4 separate regions of the Mus musculus genome follow, and all the other regions are linked to region 4. The links are chromatin contacts, called in public Hi-C, capture Hi-C and promoter capture Hi-C maps. All regions are on one chromosome and are shown on one strand. The core of a region is the stretch at or near the end of the contact, and the rest is flanking DNA. Distances in the headings are between cores, read along the strand shown.

Region 1 (4,261 bases), core at 760-3,259, 340 kb before region 4:
CAGTATTAAAAATTACAAAGTCTAAACATAGATGTTCATTCTCATTTCTTATACTGGGCTCCCAGCAGCGTAAAGTACCTCGACTACTGGTTCTGATACTCACAGCAGCTGCAGCTATTAGGAGGAGGTATTCGGAGCGTTCACCTTCTCAGTACAGTCAGCCTTAGGAACCCAACATAGAAGAGCCAGGAACACCATGAAGAATCTACTTAGCTATTTCAGGTTTATAGTTCCTGCATCATCTCCACCAGAGGGCAGAACTCTGAAATGAAAGAAACTCAACTGAGCCTTCAAGATGGGTGAACGTACACCCACTGTTCCATCACAGACTGCTTAACTCTGGCCTTCAGGGTGGAGTTGGCAAATGTGTCTCCTGGGCTCTGGGTTCTCAGATGGGGTTCCTGTGGGTGGTGGTGTGCGCTGAGGCAGTGTCTCAGTCAGAACTCAGTCACAAAATGCCACCATCTCTGGGGAGTGTCAGGTCACTGCCTACCAAATGACCTCAGCGGGTTATGCCAGTTGCCTCTCATCTCTAAGTTAAAGAGGGTATGTGCAAAATGCTTAGTGCAGAGCCCGGCATGCTGGAACACTCAGGTTTGTGAATTGTGAAACCCTTGTTAGAAATGGCATGCCTCACTGATGCTGGAATAACTTGAGGTCAAGTGTCCCTCGTCTTTAACGACACATAGATGATATTCCCACACTCCATGTCTTTTCGGAAGCAAAGTACCCATTACCACTTCCTTCCACTCGTACAAATGTGCCTTTGTCCACACAATGATACTCAAGGTCTTATTGTCTGCTTACTATATGTAGCCTTCTCTAGTGGAGATGGGCTACAGTATAACCTTGAATAATTATTGAAATTTTGAAAATTTTGATTAAAAATGCATTTAAAACTCACGTTTAAGAAAACTTAAATTTTTGTTATCCTTGGCGGTTTTTTTTTTCAATTTTCGATAAATATTTAAGAATTGTCTTGGGCTTCAATGCAACCTTTGCTTTGGAATGTCTACACTGCTTTCCTTGACGCTATTAGAATGCAGCTCCCTGTCTGATGGGCGCGAATTTGCTGGCCCCTGATTTCAGCCTGGGCAGGTTCTTGTCAGACAATCGCAGGCCCGAGTTCTCCTAGCCCATGAAGCTCAAACAGCAACGCCGTTTCCCCCCCTAAACTTGTAGCAGAAGACAGATTTGCAATTTGTGTAACACGAATAATGCCTGCCTTCGAAACCTGACATCTTTTCGAACACAACAAACTTGTCATTGGATCGCTAGTGTCTGAAGACATTCATTTTGATACTTGCCTGGCTAGAATCCTGTATGAGGGGATAGACTGTTCTAGATGTGATAATGAGAGTTCGGAAGAGAGCAGCCCTTTACACTGCTCAACAAAGTTCTGCCCTCAACAAAGCAGCAAAGGCCAAAAGCTGCTGCCCCATAGTTGAAGGGTTGGTTTGTTTGTTTTTTCCCTGGTGTGGAGGATGGGGGCAGTAGACTCTTGGCTCTCCATCTGCCATAGAAAAATAACTTTTTTGAAGGCTGGGGTGGGTATGGAGGAACTGTCTCATTAAGGGTTATGGGTAGGACCCAGAGACGTGAGTGAAGGGAGGGAGTGGTCTGCGGGTGGGGTCTGCCCAGCAGACAAAATATGGGGCTCCAATCCCCTGAGTATAACTTCACTCCGAGTGAGGAGAAAGACACCCGTAGTGCCTCTCCTCGAGATCCATAGAGCAGAGAAAAGCGACCGAGATAAGAGTGGACAGAGGAGAAAGATATGTTCACGAAACGGCCCCCCGCCCTTGCTCCGGAGGAGTACAGCCGCCGAGCTGACGCCCCAAAGAGGGTAAGATCCACCCTCCTCGCTCCTCCAGCACACAGGTCGCGTGGCCTGAGTCCTGGTGACTTCAGAGTCAACCTTTTTTCTCCCTGTCCCTTCCTCCTTTCATCGGGTGCCACCTCCTTCCCGTCCGTAGGTCAGTGAGCACAGACTTCTCAGTGGCTCGTTCTAGTCCCCAGGCAGACGGTCCCTCACTCCTGTGGCTTGGCGTCGGAGACGCTGGCAGTCATGGGCAGGGTTTCCTTCAGCGTTCGGGTCAGCTCCGTGCGGAGAGCCCGCTGCTCTTGTCCTGGGCGATGCTACCTCTCCTGCAGAGTCCCTCCAACCACCGCCCTCCGTGCACTGAACGGTCTTGGCTGCGCGGGGGTTCCGGGGGAGACTGCAGGTGGAGCCGTCGGACCCGGCCCCTTGGGGACCCGTGGCTTCCTCTCCGGGTCCAAGTTCCAGGCTCCCGGCAGCTGGAAGGATTGCTTTGGAGCCCCGCCTGCTCCAGACGTAAGCCTGCATCCCTACTGCGCGCGCCCTTGCTACTAGCTCCGTGACTAGATCCCATTTGTAGTAGCTTCTCCCACTGGGGATCAGTCAATGCCCCCGGATGGCCCTATGCCTTGGCACCGCACAACTCAGAGCTGGAAACGCCCGGGTCCCCTGCTCGCGAACTTACTCTGGGACAGGTACCCGTCCCGGGCGCACCGAGCACTGTCTGCGGTTTGCGGCGCGGGTTTGGAGCTGCTAGGGTTTGGGACGGTTTTCCTCCCGCAGTCCTGGGAAGTATTAGCCTTCCTGCCACAATCTGCAGAGAAAAAGGAAGGGCACTGCCGAGGGTCCCCCTGACCTGAGCCTCGGGAAACCCAGTCTAGGTTGCAGCCATCCTTATCTGCTGCGTCCTTAGGGTCTTGGAATCAGCTGCGCATAGGCGGGCCAGAATCAGTCAGTGTCAGCAAGGGAGAGAGGGGTAGTTAGGAAGGCATCCCGAGGCGGTGTCCTGGAAGGTTCTGCCTGAACTCAGTGCGGGACTTCTGGGCCGGAGCTCTAGAGGCGGGAGAGCAGTGGGCGCGCTTTGCGCAGCTTCCCATTTTGGGGACCGAGGTGGGGACTCAGTTTCCAGATTCTCAGGCAAGTAGTCCCAGCAATCCCCTCTCACTGAAACTTCTCAGAACTTCGTGCTGCCAAGGCTCACAGAACCAGGCTCCAAGGGTCTCTATGTCCATGTCTGTGCTTTATAGTTTATAGTTTCCATTTTTAGGATAGGAAGGAATCTACTGATGGACGCGAAAGTCCGCAAGAGAACACCAGAGAACACCAGAGTACTACCGGATAAGGGAGCCAAGCTAGGACTCACTGCTGCTTGCTGTTTCAGGGTTCATTTTGGCAGAATTTTGAAGTTAGAAGTGCTGCTAACATGTTGGCAAACCTCCCAAACAAACAACAACTAGGCTTTTGGGGGTGTGTCAGTCAGGATACTACCAACACTCATCGGTCCCCGATACCCACTAGTTTTGTATGAGATGACACTCAAAATCAGTTTCTGTAACCAGAGGCCCGGGGTTGATGTCTGCGTAGATGCTCAGCTGAGCAGTTAGGACCTGCAGACTCCTCCTGATGACGACAAGAGGTTTTATTGTATGAAGTATCTTTAGGGTGAGTGGAACTTGGAATAACTTAATCCTCAGGGATCTGTGAAGCTTTTGTGTGTGTGTGTGTGTGTGTGTGTGTGTGTGTGTGTGTGTGTGTGCGGGCGCGGGGGGGGGGGGGAGGCGTTCCAGAAAGTTCCATATGGGATAGGATTGCAGTACAAATAAAAAACTAAGTTGTCCTTCCAGTGAGGTAAGAAGACAGAAGAAATGCTTTATTAATCTCTCCATGTAGATTTCAGAGAATGGGGATTTTGTTGTTGTTGTTGCTGTTGAAGACACAGAATTGACTCCTCCATAAACTTTCCGCTCAATGTTGCAGAAATCTCAGTGATAGCAGAGTGGACAGGAGGCCCCTGAGTCTGCCATATTGAAAAGACAAAAGACAGGCAGAGGGGGAGGTACCACTAACTTCAGGATTGAATAGGGAAATGAATAGGGGCAGGGGCAAGAGGGGCACACAAGTGTGTTTAGGCCCAGGGTGCTCTGGGTGATGGTCATTTTTGTTCGGGGTCTAATGCTCCAGGGAAGACATCGAGGCATGGCCTCAGTTTCCACAGAGAGGTGATTGTTCCTGTGTAGGGGATGGGTCTCATCCTGGGCTGGTCTCCCTGTGAAGCTTGCTGTTTCTGGAAGGTTTCAGCATAGCCCCTGGGGATTTTGAGGCGACACTCTGGGGAATATAGAACAGGGAATCATACAAGCTGGTGGATAGTGCCATCATGTCTGTACAGAACGGGCTTGTGCTTCAGGCTTGAAGGGGAGTAAGAGATACTGATTTATTTAG
Region 2 (4,361 bases), core at 388-2,887, 480 kb before region 4:
AGGGTTCTGCCCTGTAGATTTCCTGAGGTAACCCAGTGCTACCTACTCTGTCAACAAGATTTCTTCCTACTTTAGAGAGGAAGAAAGAGAGCCAAGTGGATACACTAGGCCTAAAACCTAGTCTCCTACTACTGAAATTACAGATTGGCCTCTCCCATCTTTCCCAGTACCTTCCTGCACGGTTAATCATCGGGTGACACAGAGCTCCAATACTTCTTGTAGTTACTAAATGCATGAGCAAAGCAGGAAAAATATCCAGAGGTCAAATGAGTGGGTGCAATCTGCTCTCAGATCCTTGAACAAACAAGGGCAGGGTGCATTAGTGACGATCTGACTTGGCAGCTCCAGAATTATTTAGAAAAGGGACCAACTGCCACTAAGCGCATGACTGTCTAGGAAACAACCCTAGATGCAGCTGCCTTAGGGATACCGGTCTCAATGTGGGGATAGTTTGTGAATTGTTGCACATTTTCTTTTACACACCTTTCCCCTTTCTTACTAGCTGGGATTTGATGAGTCCTCTCTCTTCTTCTGTCTCTCCCCCCTTTTCTTTCTATTCCCTCGTTAAGTTATAAGCTGGAAAGGCCAAGAAGCAAGGACACGAATCTCTACAACACGAGGAGCTGTAGTTACATGGTCGTAGCATTAGGCTGGGAAGCACTCACTGTAAGGCACAGGTCTTACCAGACAGCTTCTTTGAGTCGTTAGCAAGTAGGTTAGAAATGACCTGACACCAGTGGGGATTAAAAAAAAAACCGATAATTTCGTTTGCAATGCACATTTCCCAAGGTTGCCCCACCTTTCCCCTTACTTCCATTCAGTTTTCTCTGACCTTCTGTGTAGAGACTGCAAGAAGCCAGTGGAAGTGAGGAACATCTGGCAAAGGTCAAGGGGTGGGGCCCAGGGGTTTTACCAGGCAAGGTGTGGGCTGGAAATCCCAGTCTAGCCCTGAGGAAGAACTAACAAAAGGGCACTCCCAGTTCCCTGTTGGAGTAGTCACCCTACTCAAAGGATTGCCCAGTAAGTCATACCTGAGCGATCTCTCCGTGGGACTCAGGCACAGTGTGTTCAGGGAGCACTGTGGGAAGCCCACGGGATCCCCGGCACGCCCTCTGCCATGTACTCCGGAGTTGAGGCTGAGCCAGGAAACCTCCTCCTGGATCAAACCCTGGAATCTGCCCTCAGCAAGCATCCTGAATTTCCCTGCCACACACTCAGTAGGACGTAATCAACATTGAGCCAGCCGGGGGACTAAGTGGGCGTCACTTCTGTCCTGCTCCGACTTGGGCTTCCCCACAGAGTCTGGAGTGCAGTGGGCTCAGCTAAGTATTTACTGTCCCGTTGGTGGGACAGCCGACTGGACGACTGGAATACTAAATGATTAGAAGACGGCGCGTTAAGAATCCGCACATTTTTCTGAGTCTAGTTTTGAGACCTCGCATCTGGGCTCCCAGCTACCCAAGTGACCCAACTGTCCCACCGCTGGGACTGACACTCACCTTCATGGCAGGGCTCTCCGGGTGGCAGCCTCAGCTGTACCCCCATGGCCTGGGGACCGGGCTTCCTCTGTGCTAGCAATAGTTTCTCACACACCAGTGTCCCGGGACCCGCTTTCGTTCCGGCGGATCGGTGGAGTCAGCGAAGGGTGTGCGCTGCCTCCGCCCCCGTGGCAGGCTCAGCCAATGAGAGTGACTGGGTGGGGCATGGGGTGGTTTGAGGCTCATTTTCCGCCCACCGCTCGCTCATCGCCGCAGAAGTTCCTTCAGTCACCGGTGTCTGCAGGGTGGACCCGGGAGCTGCACAGGTGCTTAGTCCAGAAACACCTGCCAGGAGGAGATGAGGTTACAGCGTGGATGCTGCCGAAGTCACTCGGGGAATTTAGTGATGGAGAGGCTGTCCCGAGGCCCCCTTCTGGTTGTCCTGGAGCAGACGAAGTGCTGGCCAACGTCAGTGGGTCTTTCTCATCACTGGCTTTTGTGGCACAAGGCGCTGTCTGCTGGAGTTCTGTGCTGAGTCCATGCTAAAGTTTATTCTGGGATTTTTTTCGAACAGGCTTGGTGCTTCTGCTCTCTCGTGCACGCCGTTGTCCTCCTTGTCTTACAATACCCGTGCTTACCTGTTTTCAACAATCAGGCATTTCCCTCTCCACCCACCCAGCTGCCTTATCCCCACGCCCAGTCGTATATGAAATAAGCTTTTCAGGGATCAGCAATGCCCAAACTGAGAAGACCTGTTCCCACGCTGAAGTTCATGATATTCCAGCAGTACACTACATAACATGCATGAGTCAACTCATTACAATTTACAGCACAATTTATTAACTACAGTTTGCAGGTGAGGGATAAGGATAAGGTAGAGAAAGCGGTGAAGTAACTTAGTCACGAGGTATTTATTATGCCTCATGAAGTGGTCACACTTACTGCTGAAGCCCTCAGCCGGAAGAGCCGAGATTGTGTGTTTTTCTGGGGTGCCTTTGCGCTTGACTGCTGTACCCCCATAGGCTCTAGGTATTCACGAACAGCTAGAATTAACTTTATTGCCTAAGAGTTTCACTGCAGAGATCCATCTTGCTTTTCTTGTTTTCAGGTTTATGAGACAAAACTTAAAACCAAATTAGTCAGTAGTTTAAGATGCATACTTTTTGTCTATGGGCATGACCTGTGGAAAAAGAATGGGGGAGGGGCAGGATCAGGTGGAAGTGGCAAAGACGGTTTAAGCCAGTTTTGAATTGGAAGCCTTGTGAAGTAGACATCTACTTAGATGCTTTCTTTGGACATCAGATTTCACGTTTTGTCTTCACCATAGACTGGCAATGATAATAAATCTGATCCCAGGTACTTCTTACTATTTAACAAACATCAGTTACAATGTGGCAAACCCTAACCCTAAGCACTTTATAAAAAATTGTTTAATTTATATTAAAAGCATTCAAAATGATAATAGCTGTTGTTATTTTCCACTTTATGCTTTATATCTTCACTTAAAAAAAGCCTTGAGAATGTTCCTTTGAGATTCATGAGTTTTCTTTGTTTGCACACGAATGCACACGTGTGTATGCAGGTGCACATGCGGGTGTGCCTGTGGAAGCCAGAAGGGGGCGCTGAGTATTCTGCTCTATCACTCTTTACTTCCTCGATGGGGCCTGTCACTGAACCCAAGCCTGGCTAGTCAGCAAGCCCCAGAAACCCATCAGCGGGAAGGCTGGGGTTATAGTTGTATACCATTTTTACGTGGGTTCTGGTTCTCAGGCCCAGGCAGCGCTGTTATCTTCTGAATCATCTTTCCTGCACGTCGGGATGGCAGTCTGGTTTTGGCAGGAAGTACTTTGTTATAAATCTTATTTATTCCAGTTCTAAGTATGTGAGAAAACACTCTGGGGAAAAAAAAAAGAAGAAAACTTGCTCAAGATCACTGCTGTCCCAAGCCCAGTGTGTCCTAGGCAGAAATCAGTCATGAATTCCCCTCACCCATTATTTCTAGATGAATAGCTACGTGGCTACCACACAGGATGTCACCTGTGCACTAATTGGGGGCAGGTGTTATCCCTATCCAAGAATGTATTACTTAATTCAAGGAAAAAAATAACATTTAAACATCTCCAGTGAACTCACTCTTGACTTCGGGAAATCCTTTTATAACTCAAAACCTAGAATTCAACAGTAAATGAAACCCTCTAAAAGGTAGACTCACACTCACTGGGCTTTGTGCAAGGTCATGAGACCCAGTGATGATTGTGAAAATGGAAGCTGGAGTTGCCTCAGAGCTGGAGGAGGCAGAGCCACACTGTCTTGTAGCTTGGGCAGGTCTGCAGATAGCCTCCTGTGGGAGCCTCTAGCCTCCATTGCCATGCTATGGGGGGCGGGGGGAGTTTGCCATTCTCTGGCAGGCGGTAGGGACAAGGCAGAGGGGACAGCGGCTGGTAGGCAGGGTGGAGGGTAAGCTGTAGAATGTCAGGCATAGCACTAGCTTACTGCTTTTAGTTTATTATTGGCCCTGCCCCCAGTCAGCCTGCTTAAGGGGTTATAAATTTGAAAAGTCTTCCTGAAAGCAACTGCTTTTCTTTGCTGACTTAAAATTCACTGTCTCCTGTTGTTATTTTGAGTACTTTCTTCCTTATAGTTTGAATTTAATCTATGATCTGTATTTTTCAGTGAGAACTTTCCGATCACTGATTTTTAAACATTTGTCCTTTAATGTGTGTATTTGAGGGGTTGAGGGAAGGCTGTGTTGGAGAGGACCTGAGTGTAGTTCTTAGTACTTACATCTGACAGCTCATCACTCAAGGTTGGGTTCAGCTCAAGGGAACCCAACACCCTTGGTCATGAACCCCCACGAACTCCTGATTTAACTTCAAATAGTAC
Region 3 (4,464 bases), core at 541-3,040, 470 kb after region 4:
AGGGAGGGAGGAAGGGAGGGAAGGAGGAAGGGAAGAAGGGAGAGAAGGATGGTAAAGTGTAGATCCCTTAAAATTAATGACTAAAATAAACCAGCCCTCCCCCACCTCAGTCCTATTAATCATCAGATCTCTATTTTTTCTGCCCAGATTTCTAGACGAAAGCCAAGTCATATGACTCGCCGATTCTCCTCCAACTTAAAACTTTCAAGCTGCAGGAAGACAAACACATGAACCCTTGCATGGGTCCAGAATGCCTAGAAGCAAGCTTGGGCACTTCTGCTGTTAGCAATCCTGAACTGTTCATCTCAGCCTGTTGCTCTTGCCACACACTGCGCTGGATTCTGTGGTAGGGAGGGGACACTCGCGAGCCCAGCCAGCCTGGTGGCTGAGATGGGTGGGTTGGGGCTTTCAGGCTGCTCAGCTGTGGAGATTTTGGGGCTCTTGTCTGGCCACAGCTGGCTGCGAACCCCTGGTCCGGGGGAACCCACTGTACACCACTTGGCCGCCGGCAGATGGTGCCCTGCACAGCCCGACAGTCGGGGAGACCCGGCTAAAGTAAGGCTCAGACTCCGCCCCAGCCAATCCACCGGCGCAACAGTCCCCCTTCCTTCCCAAAATAGTGCGGAGTACGTCTCCTTCGGAGCACTGCGGTAGCCTGTGTGTGTGTCGAAAATACAAACTGTGGGGCGACCGACAGTGTGTGTACTGGAGTGGGGCGTACGCGCGGAGTGGGGACCCTGGGGACCAGGGCCGAGGTGACCACCAATGAAAAGCAGAGGACGGGGAACTGGTTCATTTCTCATCTGCGTAAGCTCGGCCGGCCGCCGAGCCCTTGGGGAGGCCACTCACCATATTCACTTCCGAGACCATGTCTATGCTGGCGACATCGATCCGCATCCCGACGTCCACCGGGGGCCCTGCCAGGGAGGTGGACCACAGCAAAGACAGTCTTTGAGTGGCAGGGAGCTGAGGGGACATTGGGGGCTTCCCAGATCTTATTACAGACTAAGCAGGCTCCCTCCCTACCCCTTTCCTGTTGTAGGGGACAGCGGGAGAAAACAGGTGTGGGCACACGCGTGATGCAGTGACAGTGCAGAGGGTGTGTCGGCTTGAAGAGAGGGACAGCTCAGCCTGAGGATACGTCCACCTGAGATTGGGGATAGTGCGTGGTGTGTGTGTGTGTGTGTGTGTGTGTGTGTGTGTGTGTGTGTGTGTGTGCGCGCAGGGCGTAGTATTGCACGTTTACAGGAACGGTAAAATGGGGAAGGAGGCATTATATCTGACAGAAAAGGTGAACTAGGGATGGGTAACAGGTTGAAAAAAAAAATGAAGAAGCATTACCTCCAAAGTCCGGCCGCAAGCGAATGTCATATCCTTTGAGCAGTCGGTCCACTGTCTCTTTCACGTATGACATGTTGCTGGGTTCATTGGAGCTGAAGGGAAGAAGTAGGGACCGTATTCAGAAAGATCACAAACTGAAAACAGACATAAAAAAAGATCCAGGCACACCTACCCCCAAATAACAAGATACATGATCCAGCAGGCACGGGAAAATAAAAAATAAAAGAAGAAGAAGAAAATCACCAAGGAAAAAAAAAGAGAGAGAGATTGAAGCAGGCAGCTCACCTGTGTGCACAACAAACCATAGCAACCATCACGGGAAAAGAGAGAAGCCCCAAACTCTCTCGATTTTGTACTGTCCACATTCCTAACTCTGATGAAAGAATTGTCTTTTCTGCGAAGATTCAAGGAATGCAACTTAGTCGGCGGCTGGGCAGTAATTCCCGAATGGACCTGCGCATGCGCAGAGGGTACTCACTACCAAAAGACACCTTGTGCCTTGCAAACAATATTCCTAGTGGAACAGGCAACAGATTTCAATCCCTTTAAAGTTCCTGTCTGAGGTGCTCCGCGTTCTCTGGGTAGTCGAATACAACCTGCTGTCTCTATGCAAAGGAGCCAACGTGCCTGTGTGTGTGTGTGTGTGCCCAGTTTTCCTGAGCTGTGGTTTGCTGTGTTCCTTTCCCTCCTGTCCTAAGCTTGAATTTTTTTCTTTTTCCTTTTCTTTTCCTTCTTTCTTTTCTTTTCCTTCTTTTTTTTTTCTTTTTTAAAACAGGGCTTTCAATGATCTGGCTAAGGCTGTCTGGCATCTTTTGTTGACAGTTATAGAGGTCCTAGAACAAGAAGTCTGGAGATGGTTCTCTGGTTGTCTGTAGAAAAGATGGGGAGGGTGCTGGGGAGGGGAGTGGGCAGAGACTGCCCGGCCGGCCGGCCCGGAAAAGGAGTTTGGGGGTGGGGAGGAGGAAACACAGGGAGGGTTTGGGAGTCTTGTCCTCTCTTCGGAGGTTATGAAGACAGCTGCTTGCTTGTGGAATTGGAGGGGGGGGGGGGGGAGGAGAGAACTGACTAACTTTTAAATGTATGCTTTTCCTTTAGCTCCCATCTCCATCAGTCCACTTGGAATGGGAAGTGAAGAGAAGAAGAATGAAGCAACCCTGGCAATCAATCTTTTTTTCCAGGACCTTTGCTGGTAAATCTTGTAGGTTTTAGTCGCCCAAGCTTTTTGCTTATAACTGTCAGTGTGCTAGCTCCTGTTCTTAATCCCTAAATTGAACACTGAACATCCTCAGTCTAATATGCCTTATGCAGCCCGGGAAAAGCCAATCTTCTTTCAAATAAAGGGAAGTTAGGAAATGCAATTCAGTACATATCACTAAAAAACATGTTAGGTGGTTGGAGATTCTGGGATGGATTCATGCCCTTTGTTAAATAGCATATATCAAGTCTTCATTTGATACTAGGTATTCTGAAACTTAGAGTAAACTTTTCACAAACCCCTTACAAAGATAAGCAAAAAGAAATCACTTCTTCCTGATATTGTCTGTGTAAACTGAAGAATTATTACCAAACCAAGAAGCACTAAAAATTACCTTAGAGGAGAAGAAAAAACAAACAAACAAGCAAACAAAGAACAGAAGACAAAGCTTTTGTCTGGCAAGGAAGGGGAATTCTTCTTGAGGGAGAACAGTATGTACTAAATCTTACAGACTGGAAAAAGTACTTCTATAACTGTATGCAAAAGAGATCCATTGTGGGGGGGGGCGGAGAAAGTGATGGTGGATGATGGGATGTGGAGGAAAGTCGAGGAGATCATTTAGATTCAGGAGACACTGAACATTTAAGTAAGAGTTAATTTTAGAGAAAAAAAATCTGGTAGAACAGTTATAAGGATCATTGACATTTCCCACTTGCTATGTCATTGTTCTTGTGCATACAACACGGGTCATCTCATTCAAACCTTGCAACAACACAACAATAGAGATAATGAAGAGAGGGCTTTAGACTACTGAATTCAGTAGTTAATGTCACACTGCTAATAAGTAGTGACATGTACATTTCAACCTAGAATCCTTGGATACTGCTATTCTCTGCATTATATAGCACAGACCATAAAGGCAAGAATTAGATAGGAGAAACAAGAAGACAAGGAGGTTATTGCAGAAGGAAAGAAAAGAAGATACTGTTTAGTTTGGAGAGAAGTAACAGGTACAGCCTTCCTAAAGTATAACAGAGACAACCAGAGGTTACAGGAGTCACGAACTAGGCACATATGAATGAATCCTCCTTAAAAAAAGTACAGTCATTTCAACATGTACTGAACTTAACATTCTCAAAAAGATAGTAACATTAATTTTATATTATATTTGAGCACCATAAAACCCTTAACCCTCAATGCTAAGTCTCAGATTCCTTAAGTTTGCTTGAGACGATGTCGACTTGTTCTTAAAACACATATGAATCTTCTTTTAGAGGGTATAAGAAAAGATTCATTTACATCTCAAGGTCCTGCTGAAACATGGAATCTGCTCTGTACAACTCTGCAAAAGCCACACGGCCACACACAAGCCACTTACAGGATTACCACATCCGTAGCTGTGCATTTATTTTTTTTAGATGTTTACTGAACATTTAGGAGGTGCCAGCCTTCATGCTGATGGTGTAGCAGTAAACAAAATAGTGTTCAGTTTCTTTTCTCACCTGTGGAGGGTATAAACACACACAAGGCAGAAAAGAGATATTTGGTTGGGTGCTCACTGAGGCTGCTCATTTAACTTGTACACAATTCATTAGAATGTGCACTTTCTAGTTGATTATAAATTCCTAAAATCCTTTGTGGGTAGAAAGCATCTCCACTTTAGCAAGGTCTGCTTAAGAGCCTTGACTTCACTATTGAGTCAAGGTGTGAGTTTGGATATTTTAACCCTAGTGTTATGCATGCTTCTGCCAGATCAATCCTACTGGGTTTTGCTTTGAAATTATACTTTCTGATTAGACAAAAGGACAATCTAAGAAATCATGTGATAGTGGTTTTTTCATTTTTATTAGTGTCAATAGTATAAAATATGGTTTATTATAACATTTCATATGATAGCCACCACTTATCATTGGAATACTGCTGAAAAT
Region 4 (4,321 bases), core at 526-3,025:
ACCAATGATTTACAGAGCTGGACTTAAACTTAACTCCAGAGTCTGCATTTTAAGCCCTTACTATAAACAAAGTTAGGGTGACAGAAACGCAAATACACCTAGCTGAGGTAGGATCAGAACAGACAGGTAATGTTTTAAAGTGCTTCAGGGCACTTAAAACATTTGTTTGTTTGCAAGCCTGAAAACTAGGGTCCAGACCCCAGGACCCTAAAAGGAAGGAATCAATGTCTATAAGTTGTCCTCAACCTACACACACCACACACACAGACACAGACACACACAGACACACACACAGACACACACACAGACACACACACACACACACACGCTTTATTTTTTAATGAAAAAGTTGAAAATTAAAAAAAAATGATGCCTTAAATTACATACAAAGACAAGCGATTACTAATGAAAAGACATTAAATATTAAGGGCTCTTTCCTCTCACTTTATGTAATATTTTAAATTCAGCATCTGCCAGAAGTTCAATTTTAATATAGTCATGTTTCAAAGGTCAACCTTTTCTTGGTGTCCAGTGTTGTCTAAATCCCGTTTTTTGATATCCTTTATATCCTGATGGATGTCATTTTGCACTATTAACTTACACATTGCATGGTCACAGAAGCATGCATTCCTGTAAGCCTTCCTTTACCCAGGCAGAACAGCAGAACTCTCATTCTTTCTTCAAACTCTGCAGCTATCGCTCATGTATGTGACTGTGGACAAGGCATATCTATCTATCTGTCTGTCTGTCTATCTATCTATCTATCTATCTATCTATCTATCTATCTATCTATTTTTCTATCTATGCCTCTCAGCACTTTCTAACACTCTTAATCCTAACATTACATATTGGGTTGTAATCACCCTAATTGTTATGGCACCTTCTCATGACAAGGCTCATTCTATCACGAACTTTCTTTTTTTTGGATTGAAATTACAACTCAAAGAATTTTGGGTTCACTCCTGTGGTAAATGTGTGGGTATAAACATGGGTTTTCTTTACCAGCAGGTTGTTTTGTTTCTTAGCTTGGATAATGAGTCTTTGGGTTGCTTAATAATATATAGCTGAACTTTGCCTTTCTATGAGTTCTGTCTTGGATTGCGTTTGCTGTTTGTAAACGGGGGGGGGGGATCCAATCTTTTTTTTTTTTTAAAGATTTATTTATTTTATGTCTACGAATACACAGTAGCTGTCTTCAGACACACCAGAAGAGAGCATTCGATCTCATTACAGATGGCTGTGAGCCACCATGTGGTTGCTGGGAATTGGACTCAGGACTTCTGGAAGAGCAGTCAGTGCTCTTAACTGCTGAACCATCTCTCCAGCCCCCCACCCCACATCTCTTCTTAAAATAAAAAAAAATTAAAAAAAAAAAGTAACTTTAATTTGTCTTTGAGGTCAAACTCTTTGACTAGGAGACTGTCAGATCTCTGGGGGAAAGGCCCTGGGTTCAAATACAGGCTGTGACTATTACTAGATGATTTTCTGCAGTGAAGAAAGTTTATGAGATCTGTCTCTGAACACAGTCTCAACCGAGCAAAAGTCTGTAAATCTTCCTTCAGCAGCAAGCGGATGGGTAACAGACTTCCCCTCAGTCTCGACCGCCCCTCCCCCCCCCCCCCCCCCCCCAAAAAAAAAGAGGGAAAAAAAACTTGCTCTTTTTTCTACAGGAGAAAACCAATGGCTGAGGTTTTGCACATGCGCACAAGGACTTTGAGCCCGCCCGCCGGCCCCGCCCTCCAGAAAGTCACGTGGACGAATCGGAGCGTAAGCCTAAGGTTCAGGCCTGTCACGTGACAGGTATCTCTACTTCTCGGGGATGGAGCCGGAAGAGGGGACGCCGCTTTGGCGGCTACAGAAGCTGCCTCCGGAGCAGGGCGCCGGGGTGAGGGGTTTGTGAAGGGCACGGGAAGGCCGGGGTCCGGACTATTCTTCTTGGGCCCCTGGAGACACAATGGCGGCCTAAGGACTTTACGCGGTTTAGGAATGGCCCAGGCCTGGGTGCGTGTGGGGTCTTCTTGCTTCTAGAAAGCTCGGGTGGTAGAGCCCGAGATCTGCTGCGTCCGCAGTCTTTGAGTTCAGGTCTCCCGAACGCCCCTTTCTGTGTGAGGTCCGGCGGATGCAGTGAGGAGTCGAACCCGGTGGGACCTGTTCCCTGGAGGGCGGGAGGAACCAACTCCTAACCAGAAAAGGAGTAGCCACTCAAGTTTGGCCAAGAGGTGATCGCAGCCGCTGAAAACAGCTCACCCATAAAGCCAGGCTTGTGGAGACCAGAGACAGCCAACCAGGGTTTCTTGCAGCACACCCAGGGTCCAGACCTCTGTGAAAGTGATTTGATGGTGGCACTCTGCCCTGCTCAGGCTTTCAGAAGTCTCCACTGTGGCCCTTCTACCCAAAGTCGGCTTCAGTTGTAGATGAAAGAAATTTAACGCCACTCCCTCCGTTCTTTAGAAAATGTACTTTAAACATTTTCTTTGATTTTACAAATGAGGACAGTGAAATATGTCAGCCACAGGTTTCCAGCAAGCCAGGGCCAAAGCTCAAACCTATCTATGGACTGTGTCTCCTAACTTTCAGGGTGTCTTTCCTCCTATATAGAGATGGCCAAAACATTTGACTCCTGAATCTGAGAGCTGAGCCAGCTGTCTTCTTCCTGGGCCTCTGCCTTTTGCCACAGCTATGGGAAATCCCTGGTTTGGGTCTCCACTCCCTTTTCACAGCATTGGTTGTTGTGGTGTCACCATCCTTCTTTACCAGGCCACTCTATTTAAGAAACTCTGGGTTTCATCCTTGGACCTCCCCTTTTCAACCTCCTTTACCTGTTTATGGTCTCTGCCTCTATAGTCTCACACTTACTCCTGCTCACAATATCTTGGCAAAGTTTTGGAAAAATAATGTAATTACTTACAGGAAAGTTGAGTGCAGATTAAAGCCTTCACTCCTTTCTGTTGTATGCAAGGCCTTCTGTGATTTGGCCCCTACTCGCCTTTTCAAAGGTCCTCTGCCCTTTCACCCTTGTCTGCCTTTCCAAAGATGCAATTCCCACTCCTGCGCTGGGGTTTTATTTCCAGTCCTGTGTGCGGGCACATTGCGTTGGCTGGGAATGCCTAATGGCCACTCATCTTTTCAATTCAGCTCTTTCCTTGTTCCTTTGCACCCGTCATAAACACCTTTTCTATCCCCTCTCCTCTACCACACGCACTTATTTATATGTGTACTTTTTTTGATAGATTGGAACTCTGTTATGGTAGAGCATCATTTATCCTCAATGTCCTCATTTGTAAAATGAGAACAGTTACAATGCTTACCTTATAGAGTTGCAGGGAGTGTCAGGATACTGTTTGGTAGACATTACAGGTGGCTTTTGGTTGTATTCCCATTTTATATGGTGAGTCAGAAGTTACCCATCTGTGTGGTGTTTTGGGGGTTACTGTTCCCCACGGAGTGGGTTCATATCTAAGGCGATTGGAGTCTAAAGACGTTTAGCTCAACGCCATTTCCCAGTTACTTGGATTTAAGTGGTTGGCAGGATACAAGTGTCGCCTGGAACAGTATCACATGAATGTGATTATCTGCAGTAGGACACGGAAGGCTTGAGCTATGGAAGTAGTGATAACAGCAGTAAGAACAAAGGCAGACTCACGGCCTTCTGATGTCTTGTGCCTGCTAAGATGCTCGAGTTACTGTGCTCATATGTAATTCTATGACATTGTGTGGTCAGGTGACATTCTTCTCTTACGCTTGGATCGCAGAGAATGTAACTAAAATGAGGAGTTGGTGGAACTAGGAAGCATAGCAAGCAGTTTTGTCCTAAATCCAGTCTTCATACTCTGTTAGGTTCACATGGTTTCAGTTGCTGGTAGTGCAGAGCGGAAGTCAGGTGGGAAAGGAAAGATGGCCAGTGCTTTTCTCAGAGCAAAGCACAACACCCCTGCTGAGGAATAGGAGAGTATGCTGTTGGGGGCCGGGGGAGGCAAAGCCAAACCGAGGTAGTAGTGCTCCTGGGGGGGGGGGCTTATCTGTGAGAGGAGCGCGTGCTTGGTTACTACAGAGATGGCACCTTCAGATCTCGGAGGGAAGCTTCTACGTGAACTGTTCTCCATTCAGGGATTTTGGAAAACAACAGTGTACCTTAACATTATTTTATTTTCTAAAGGTAGACTTCATAATGGAAGGTCTGGGATTTAGCAGGGTTTGGTAGCTCATACCTGGAACACCCAAACTTGAGAGACTGAGACAGGAGGATTGCCACAAGTTTGAGGCCAGCCTGGTCTACAGAGGTGAGACCCTGTCTCCAAAACTAAACAAAGCAATAAGACAA

The links. Promoter capture Hi-C pulls out the DNA fragments that hold promoters and counts their contacts. Hi-C and Micro-C count contacts between places; a contact is called where the count stands out from the background. Capture Hi-C pulls out chosen DNA fragments and counts their contacts.
Region 1: a capture Hi-C map of embryonic stem cells shows a contact between it and region 4, with 5 times the contacts expected there. The contact joins the promoter of Corin here to the promoter of Commd8 in region 4. A contact is called at or near these places in 10 of 39 promoter capture datasets (the 3T3-L1 cell line, 3T3-L1-derived adipocytes, embryonic stem cells and 4 more), 25 of 484 Hi-C or Micro-C datasets (the G1E-ER4 cell line, the HL-1 cell line, cerebellar granule neurons and 10 more), 5 of 115 datasets of contacts at active chromatin or transcription factors (astrocytes, embryonic stem cells and large pre-B cells) and 1 of 9 other capture datasets (embryonic stem cells).
Region 2: a promoter capture Hi-C map of neural stem cells shows a contact between it and region 4. The contact joins the promoter of Nipal1 here to the promoter of Commd8 in region 4. A contact is called at or near these places in 9 of 39 promoter capture datasets (the SN4741 cell line, embryonic stem cells, hematopoietic stem and progenitor cells and 5 more), 9 of 484 Hi-C or Micro-C datasets (CD4 T cells, Th1 cells, adipose-derived mesenchymal stem cells and 2 more), 1 of 115 datasets of contacts at active chromatin or transcription factors (memory CD8 T cells) and 2 of 9 other capture datasets (adipose tissue and embryonic stem cells).
Region 3: a Hi-C map of uterus shows a contact between it and region 4, with 4 times the contacts expected there. The contact joins the promoter of Gabrb1 here to the promoter of Commd8 in region 4. A contact is called at or near these places in 1 of 39 promoter capture datasets (hippocampal neurons), 3 of 484 Hi-C or Micro-C datasets (Sertoli cells, cumulus cells and uterus) and 3 of 115 datasets of contacts at active chromatin or transcription factors (astrocytes, cardiomyocytes and neural tube).

What each region holds. Positions count from the first base shown.
Region 1 is chr5:72,501,956-72,506,216 of GRCm38.p6, reverse strand. Corin (corin, serine peptidase) reads left to right here and starts at 2,009. Exons shown (of 22, transcript NM_016869.3): 1 at 2,009-2,335. The coding sequence starts at 2,069.
Region 2 is chr5:72,645,072-72,649,432 of GRCm38.p6, reverse strand. It overlaps Nipal1 (NIPA-like domain containing 1), which reads right to left and starts at 1,637. Exons shown (of 6, transcript NM_001081205.1): 1 at 1,500-1,637. The coding sequence starts at 1,545.
Region 3 is chr5:71,697,258-71,701,721 of GRCm38.p6, reverse strand. It overlaps Gabrb1 (gamma-aminobutyric acid (GABA) A receptor, subunit beta 1), which reads right to left and starts at 1,790. Exons shown (of 9, transcript NM_008069.5): 1 at 1,627-1,790; 2 at 1,342-1,433; 3 at 850-917. The coding sequence starts at 1,706. Gm38562 (a long non-coding RNA gene) reads left to right here and starts at 14. Exons shown (of 4, transcript XR_868471.1): 1 at 14-51; 2 at 148-346; 3 at 2,437-2,530.
Region 4 is chr5:72,165,643-72,169,963 of GRCm38.p6, reverse strand. Commd8 (COMM domain containing 8) reads left to right here and starts at 1,775. Exons shown (of 5, transcript NM_178599.5): 1 at 1,775-1,885. The coding sequence starts at 1,820.